Linked DNA regions of Sus scrofa: region 2 is linked to region 1. Evidence: chromatin contacts called from public Hi-C data. All regions are on one chromosome and are shown on one strand. The core of a region is the stretch at or near the end of the contact, and the rest is flanking DNA. Distances in the headings are between cores, read along the strand shown. Region 1 holds the start of LOC106506214 (collagen alpha-1(I) chain). Region 2 overlaps LOC110257052 (a long non-coding RNA gene).

Region 1 (4,090 bases), core at 793-3,292:
TAGTCACTTGTAATGGAGAGTGAGGGAGGATAATGTGAGAAAAAGAATGTATATATGTATGTGTGACTGGGTCACTTTACTGTACAGTAGAAAATTGACAGAACACTGTAAACCAACTATAATGGAAAAATAAACAATTAATTTTAAAAAAAGAACTCTTGGAGTTACGTTTTTAGAACAGTGTTTACATATATGTAGCTGTGACCTCCCAGGAAGGGACTTTATGTGTTGGGGAGAGAAGTGTGGGAGAGAGCCAAGGAAACTGCATGGCAGGAAAGAACCCATACTTTAAAGCAAAGGACCCCAAAGTGGCAGGTCCCCAGGGAATTGTCTTAGTTTGAGCTAACTTACCCTGAACATGACAAGTGCTGTGCCTGGATTCTTGCATTCTCTCACTCATCCTCATGCCAAGGCACTGAATACTAAGGCCTCGGGTTCAGCCACTTGATGGAGGATGCCCAGCTAGTAAGTTAAAGAGGCCAAGTTTGAACCTGGCTGCAAGTACTACAGTATAAAACCTCAATCCTGGACCAGCCACATGAAGACTCTTTCAGGAAAATTAGCTATCACCCTTGCCCATCTCATCCTGCAGTAGGGTCACTTCCGTTGCACACTCAGGCTGGGAGAGTGCTGCTGTTGACTTACTAGGGGAAGGCCTTTCTTATCGCCCCCCCAAAAGAGCTCCAGGCGGTGTCCCAGATGACCGGCAGCCCCTCAAAGGGTTACACTGTCAACTACCGATAAGGGTTCAAATAAAGTGCAGGACGTCGCGACACTTGGCCCCTTGGCCCAGTCATTGCACTAATATCTAAGTAATGCTATCTTGTCGGTTAATTGCTCCTTTTGTTCCTTGAAGTGGGAAGTGTTACAAAGTGAGTTTTTATTCACTCAGAAAACAGGCTCTAGATGTCTCTTACACCTGCCCCACCAACTGGATGGCAAGAGCTTTGCTTCCCCGGCACGTCCTCCTCCTCCTTCCTTCCCACCCTCAGGTTACGTTTAGGATGGAGAGTCAGGTAGGTAGGTACCTGCCTTTCCCTCCTACCGTTAACAGCTTCTGGCCGGAACCCAAGCTCGCGGCCCGTAACCCCCCGGGTCCCCGCTCGAGTGTGAGCGCGGGAGTGTGAGCGCCGGGAGGTGCGAGCAACAGACTCGCGAGCAGCCGCTTGTTGCTCCTGCTGCCGCGTCGTGGGGAAGTGAAAATGAAATTGACTTTTCCGAGAAATGATGAAAGCCGTGCGGCCGGCCAATGAACGGCGGCGGCGAACTTCCGCACCTCCCGGCCGGGCTGCTCGAGCCCTCCCTCCGCCTCCACCTCCCGGTTGCACAAGCTTGAAACAAACACTGGGGAGGAAGGGCGGAGGGAGGAGGGAGGAGGGAGGAGGGGGGAGCGAGGGAGGGAGGGAGGGAGGGAGCGAGGCTGGCAGGAGGGCGGGGGGTGGGGGGATTTCCAGCCTCAGCGCTTCGCAGTTTCCTCTCCTTGTTTTGCTTTCGATCTGGACTGTTCTCAGGCAAGCCGGGGAGTAACTTTTAGTTTTGCTCCTGCGATTATTCAACTGACGGGCTTTCATTTCCATTTCACACACCCTAGCAACACTTAAGCCTTGCGGAATTGTATTGGTAGCGTGAAAAAGCACACTGAGAGGTAACATTTTTCAAATAATAGTTGTGACTGTGCGTGTGTGTTTTTCTCGAGGGCATGTTTATGAGGACTGGAGGGGATCTGTGTGTGCGCGCGTCCTGATGGTTTGACACGATGTTTGGCAGACGGAAAATGCTGAGGTTCATAAATATTAATACTGATTTTTGGAGGAACAGTCGGCGCTATTATGGATCATCTGATTTTAGGGAAAGCAGGTTTCTGCTGCTGTTGCTGCTGCTACTGGGGCTGCTGAGGCTGCAAGGAGGAGGAGGAGGTAAAGAGGGAGGAGGAGGAGGAGGAGGTTAGTGGAGGTTTAATTTCACTTTTGGATTTGCAGATGCGGAGAGGTGGCTCCATGGACACAGACCTGCTCTGTGTGATTCTGCACCCCAGGTGTTGGGGGGGGTGCAGGACTGTTGGAGTCGGGCCTCCTTTTAAAACAAAATTATCGGGTGCATGTGGGTGCGTGTGTATGTTTACAGACGCCGTAGCCACCAGATCCTAAGGAGAGAAGCGGGTCCTTCTCGGTGCCCGGCGGCAGTGGCTCTCTCCCGGCAGCTTCTGGCATAAATAGACAGGAACCCGCCGACCGCCCGCAGCCTGCGCCCCGCGTCTGGCCGGGAGAGGCACCTCCCGCCGCGGCCAAAGGAAACTTGATGCGGAGCCCGGCGGCGGTCCCAGGGCTCGCCCGCCTGCCGGACTCGGGGAAGGGTCGCGGGCGTCGGGTGCCAGCGGCCGGGGCCGGCGGGCGGGCTCGGAACCCGGCTGGGCGCCGGGCCTGGCCGGCGCGCCCGGCTTCCTGGGGGCTGGGCCGCTGCCGCCACCGCCCGGGAGGGACGCCGCGTCCTCCTTCCCGCCGGCCAGCGCCCGGGCTGGCCCTGGGGCCTTGTCGATGCACTTGTCCCGGCGCGCCGGGGGCTCGGGCGGCGCGTCCTGGGAGGGCGCCGCGCCCAGGGGTCAGCGGCCCCGGCCGCGGCCTAGCGCCGGGCGCCTCCGGGTCCCCGCGGGCGCCCCCGGGCCGGCCTCGCGCGCTGGGCCTGACCCGCCTCGGCTACGGAGCGGGCGAGGTGGGGGCGGGGAGCCTCCGGGGACCGAGCGGCGCCCTGCTGGCAAGCCCGGGTGCCGGCTCCCCTGGGGGTCCCGGGGCGCGGGCGGCGGCGGGGTGGGGACGCGTGTGCCCGCCCCGCGCCCTCCGATCCCGCTCGGGGCGCCGAGTGGCATTCGCCCGCCGGCCAAACGTGGTTGGTGCAAAGCCGCGGCCGCCACTTCCTTTCCGCCTCGCGGGCCGGGCTCGCCCACCAAGCGATGCCCGCTGTGGCCGATCGTGGCGCCCGCCCGCTCGCGGGGCTACGGCCTGGGACCCGGCCCCGAGAGGGCTCGGGCAGCCTTTCCAAGTTCCAGGGGCTTCAGGATGCAACTCATCCCCTTCCGAGGACGCACTGGCGTCTGGGTTTGGGCCGCACGTGTGGCTGCGTTGGCCGCCCTCACCCCCTTGCCCCTTTAGAGGGGAAGAAGAGGGCAGGAGGCTGGCAGCCAGAGCCGGGCTCAGAAACGGTCTTCCCAGCGCCGGACGAGGTGCCCGAGTCAGTCGGTGTAGGCAGGACCCCTGGTCATCGGCTGTGAACGTGACCCCTGGGACTGGCAGTCGAGGTTGCCCCATACTTGCGGCTTGGCGTTTAGTAGTTTTCACCCCCTCTGTATAGTGTTTGTAACTTAGGGATATTTTACCCGCTCCCTTCCCCCAGTGTGGGCTACGGGTAGTGCTCCCAGCCCTGGGTTAAGAATATTCGGAGGTTTCCTAGTTGAGGAAAAGTGCCAGCATTTACCTTCTGCCACTGGCCTCCCTGTTGCTGTGACTAGGTCTGCTTTTGATGAATGGCAAGGGAGGGTGGAGGATAGTTACATTTCCTGTTGTGGATTTTCAGGAATCACCGAGGTTGCTGTCAAGCTTGCATTCACTTATTAGTTTTCAAACCGACTGCAGATAACATTGGAACTTAGCAGCCTGAGCTTTTTTTGGTGTTTAAGGCAGGTGCAGACAGGGGGCTGGTGACAGACTGGGACCAGGTCGATGGTCTTGAAGTTAGGCAGGCGCATGCTCCGCTCCCTTACCAAGACCTGGAGGGTGACCCCTGTTTAATCCCATGCACACACATTCAGGACTTTCTAGTTTTCTCACCCCACCCCCATCATTCCTTTTTTAGAGGGGGGGAAAGGGTAGAAATAGAAACCTAAGAAATCCTGGAAAAACTTGTGTTTTCTAAGGAAACTTCAACAGATGGACGGTTTAGGACTCAACCAGGCATTTTGAAGCGGTAAAGTTGGAAGGAACATCTATCGATTGATGGGGCAGAGTCCAGAATTTCACTGTAATTAGTGAATGATTATAATTTATAACTCAGCTTGTTGTGTAAGAAGTTAGATTTTGGTTTCTTAGATCCAAGAGTT
Region 2 (4,090 bases), core at 515-3,014, 160 kb after region 1:
CTGCTGGAAACTGGATTAAGCTCTTTACCTTTTCAAGTAAATTTAGCTGGCACTATAGGACTTTCTTTTTTCGGAATCTGGCTGGGAAGCTGGAGGCATTGGGGTGGGGCAGTCTTGGGGCTACACTGGAGCTTTGATCTCCCTCTGCCTTAGTTCTGCACATTGGACAAGGACAGCCTCACTCTACTTGACCTGTCTTTCCTCCTCCTTCCCCACCCAGAATGACTGAGAGTTAGCTCTAGGTGGATATTGGAGAAATAGTTACTAAAACTCATAGCAGTGGTTCTGTGGAGACTCTGGGGAAGAGGGTGGAAATAGCTGGAGTGGTATCTTTAAGTAGGTAAGAGGTCATGGGATCCAGCCCACAGGGAAGCAGTAACCTTAGGCAGGAGCAGGTACAGGAGAGGAGGAAGGCGGGCCAGCCTATATATATTTGTAGAACTTCTGTTTTGATAGCTTCCAATTTTACAGTGAAATGATAAGCCTTGTCTGTTCTGGGTTTTGTGATGGTGGTGGAGATGGTGCTGGAGGTTTATGGAGAGAATGGAGACTGACGGATTGGGAAAATGGCACAGAAAGTGCCTGCTTGAGATTTATGGTCATGAATTCAAATGGGGGCTTTGGGATTTTCTCCAGGACCATTCAGCTGCACAGTATCTGCAGAGCTGGATTTAACTACAGTTGTAATTTTGTCAAGTGAGTGACAAAGTGAAAGAGGGGCAAGAAAGTCGAAGTTTTATGGAAGGGAGAGATGATAATTTCCTGTGCGACTGAAGGAGGGATATGGATATTGTGTGTGGGTGAAGGACAAGTGTAGAGATGGCAGGATCATTGGGTTGAAGGACCTGGTGGGTTCAAAGGATTATATGGTCAGGGTTCTAGAGGGAGTGAGAAAGAAAAAAGTGATGGTCCATGGGTGGAGCAGATGAATTGAGGTTATGGAGGGGTGGCAGTTGTTAGGAATGATGTCAAGGCTCAAGACGGGATCATGAAAGTGACTGCGGCAGGGCAGAGAGCGTGATGGCTAGAGGATTAAGTTCTACAGAGAGGAATGATTTAGAAGAATCATCTAAATTAGTGATCAGCAAACTATGGCCCCTAGCCACATCCAGTCTGCTACCTGTTTTTTAAATAAAGTTTTATTGGAACACAGACATGCCTATTCTTTTTTGTATTTTCTGTGTCTGCTTTTCATGCTGTGGTGGCAGCATTGAAAACCAAAGATATTTGTTATCTGGTTCTTTACAGGAAAAGTTTGCCCACCCCTGATCTAAGTGAATATTAATTTCACTGTTATTTATAATATTATGTGAATAAGCAATGTTCTACAACAAATTTCAACCAATGTAGTTTCCTATAGTAAATATTCATGGTATAATGTTTGTAAGCCAGTTGCCTTTGAAACTGTGGAAACTTTTCAATATTACATAAAACTCTTTGCTCTTCTTTGTAAACATACATTCTCTTCAACTTTATGAGGTCAAGATACAGAATAAATATCGATCTAACTTGTATGAGATGCTAACAGTTTTGTAAATATTCACCAAATATTTCCCTGTTTTAATTATGAGATGAAGGATAAGCTTCCTGCTCTGTCTTCTTAAACCACCTCTATGTCAGCTAAAGCTGAGTTAAGGAATACAGCGTTTTTAATTCTCATTTCTCTTGGTTATGAGTTCCAGTTGTGTCATATTAGTGGGTCAGTCCTGTAACTGATTAAATACTATGAGATCAGCATATAAATACTCTGTCCTTCTTTTAAAACCTCAGCTCCACCTGCAGATGAGTCAGGGAACTGTGATACTCTAGAGAGTCCTTCCTGGCTATTTCATCTAAGTAGTTCTGCCTGCTAATCTCACCCCATTCATTTTCTTCATAGTAATTATGCAAATTATGTGAAACAAGTCAGATTATTTTCACTCACTGTCAAAATTTTCATTCACCTTTCCCAATTTTTGTAGATATTTGGGATTTTAGATAGATTTATATTAGTGGTATACTGTATTTTTCACTGTATAACTTTTCTTTCAAACAGCATTTCATTCACTTTCTATTTTGAAAATTGACACTTTTTAGCCTTACTTCTATGATTAAATTAAAATATTCTCACTCACCTTTTCTGTATCATAACTGCTCCATTCTTGAATCACCCCTTGTTAGAGAGGGGTTGAGTACTTTTGCGTGTGTGTGTGGGGGGGTAACAACATGTGGAGAGTATATTTTCTTAGCTCTGCAGATGTGTTAATATCTTTTTTTTCTCTCACATGAGCGACAATAGTGGCTTGCTATGGAATTATTGAGTCATACTTGCTATGTTTCAAACCTCTAGATGTAGTTCCATTGCCTCTGGTAACAACTGCCTTGGAGCAAAAGTCTTAAGGTGACACGGATTTTGTGTTTTTCTCAGCAGATAACTTAAAAAATCTGATTATTTATTTTGTAAATGCAAGCGCTTCTCAAGGGAATATCTAGATGTTGGACTCTAATTTTCCTTGGTTTTTAAGATTTTTAGACTTAAGTTTTGTTGGTTTCAGGAAACCGTTCTGTTTTCTTTGTTGTTTTTATTCAGTAACTCCTGTATCTCCTTTAGAAATACCAGTTATCCAGAAGAGTGGTTTTGTATTCTCTGTCATCTTTGTCATCTCTCTAATCTCTGTTCTCTTTTTCTCTACATTCTGGAAGAATCTCTCAAATTTGCCCTTCACATCCTACCTTCTATTTTCTGCTACTTCAGTTCTTCACTTCCCCCAGGGTGGTTTTAGTTTTGCGATTGCATTTTGAGTCTCTCTTACTGTCCTTTCATATTCATCTACTGTGTTGTCAAGCCAGAATCCTGAGTCATGCTTAAGCCCTGCTGTCCCTCATGACTTCCTGTGGTCCATCAGTAGTTACATATGTTTCAACCTCCAAATATTTCTTTAAACTGTCAACTTGTCCCCACCTTGACTGCCATCACCTCAGTTCAAGGCACTGTCATCTCATCCCTGAATTCTGATCATCTGCCTTTTTGCTGCCTCTATTGTCTCTTTTAGTTCCTTCTCTATACAGTAACAATTAATACCTATGCATATACTTAAACATATTTATATTTGTGTATGTATCTATACAAATATGTACATATACACATGTATATACCCACATATACATTCACACTCAATTTCCTTTTGTAAAGTGCTGCTTTTCCTGGCTGTAACTGTCCTAGATGAGGTGACACTGCTTATCTTTCCTAATTTATCTTGGATCATTCACTAGGCACATTGGTCTTTTTATAGTTCCTCAAGCACACAGAACCCTTTTTTCACCTTAAGACATGTTGCTTTCTCTGCCAGTGATGCTCTTTACTTGCTCTTTTCATAGCTGACTCAGATTAAATACCACCCCTTCACAGAAGCCTTTCCTGACAACTTTATCTAAGTAGGTAGCCCCTGTTATTCCTCAAATAAGCACCCTGTTCATTTTCTTCATAGAAAGTGTCACATTTAAAATTATGGCTAACCCTCCAATATAAGCTACATCAAAATGGTGCTATGTCTGTTTCACTCATCTCTGTATTCTCTAACCCCATCACAGTGCTTGACTCAAAATGGGTTCTTAATAAATATTTGCCAAAACCATTAGTTTATCACTCTGTTTTCATCTTTTTCTTCCTTTTCTTTTTTTATGGCCACACCTAAAGGCAGTATATGGAAGTTCGCAGAGCTGTAGCTGCCGGCCTATGCCATAGCCATGGCAACACCAGATTTGAGCCACATCTGTGACCTACACCACAGCTTTTGACAACATTGGATCATTAACCCACTGAGCTAGGCCAGGGATCGAACGTGTATCCTCACAGAGACTATTTTGCGTTCTTAACCTGCTGAGCCACAATGGGAACTTTCACTTACTCTTCTTTATGGCTGCTTGCTCTTGCTTAATAGAGGCTATGTCTTTTTATATCCTATAGGGAATGCGCATTTGTTGAACCTTCTGGATCCTGCTGTAGATTATTTTTAGAGAAACAATTCTTCTGGATCATCAAGAGATAAAAATCCTTCTCCTAGTTTTCATAGCTTTTAAAAGTTAGCTCCCTCCATAGGGTCCCCCTTCT

Evidence for each region. Hi-C and Micro-C count contacts between places; a contact is called where the count stands out from the background.
Region 2: a Hi-C map of embryonic fibroblasts shows a contact between it and region 1, with 2.6 times the contacts expected there. The contact joins the enhancer-like site here to the promoter of LOC106506214 in region 1. A contact is called at or near these places in 1 of 5 promoter capture datasets (liver), 8 of 47 Hi-C or Micro-C datasets (alveolar macrophages, embryonic fibroblasts, fetal skeletal muscle and 3 more) and 2 of 2 datasets of contacts at active chromatin or transcription factors (alveolar macrophages and skeletal muscle).

What each region holds. Positions count from the first base shown.
Region 1 is chr15:45,632,109-45,636,198 of Sscrofa11.1, reverse strand. It overlaps LOC106506214 (collagen alpha-1(I) chain), which reads left to right and starts at 2,042. Exons shown (of 1, transcript XM_021075624.1): 1 at 2,042-4,090. The coding sequence starts at 2,535. The coding sequence ends at 3,146. All of the region lies in intron 4 of IRF2 (interferon regulatory factor 2), which reads left to right.
Region 2 is chr15:45,472,590-45,476,679 of Sscrofa11.1, reverse strand. The region is part of intron 1 of LOC110257052 (a long non-coding RNA gene); the gene reads left to right. Among named protein-coding and RNA genes, the nearest start is that of ENPP6, 34 kb to the right of the region's middle. Within about 2 kb of position 1,764, at least 4 of the 83 cell types and tissues checked have an H3K27ac peak or open chromatin away from gene starts, as enhancers often do. A contact at or near this core is called in alveolar macrophages and embryonic fibroblasts, where this site is marked.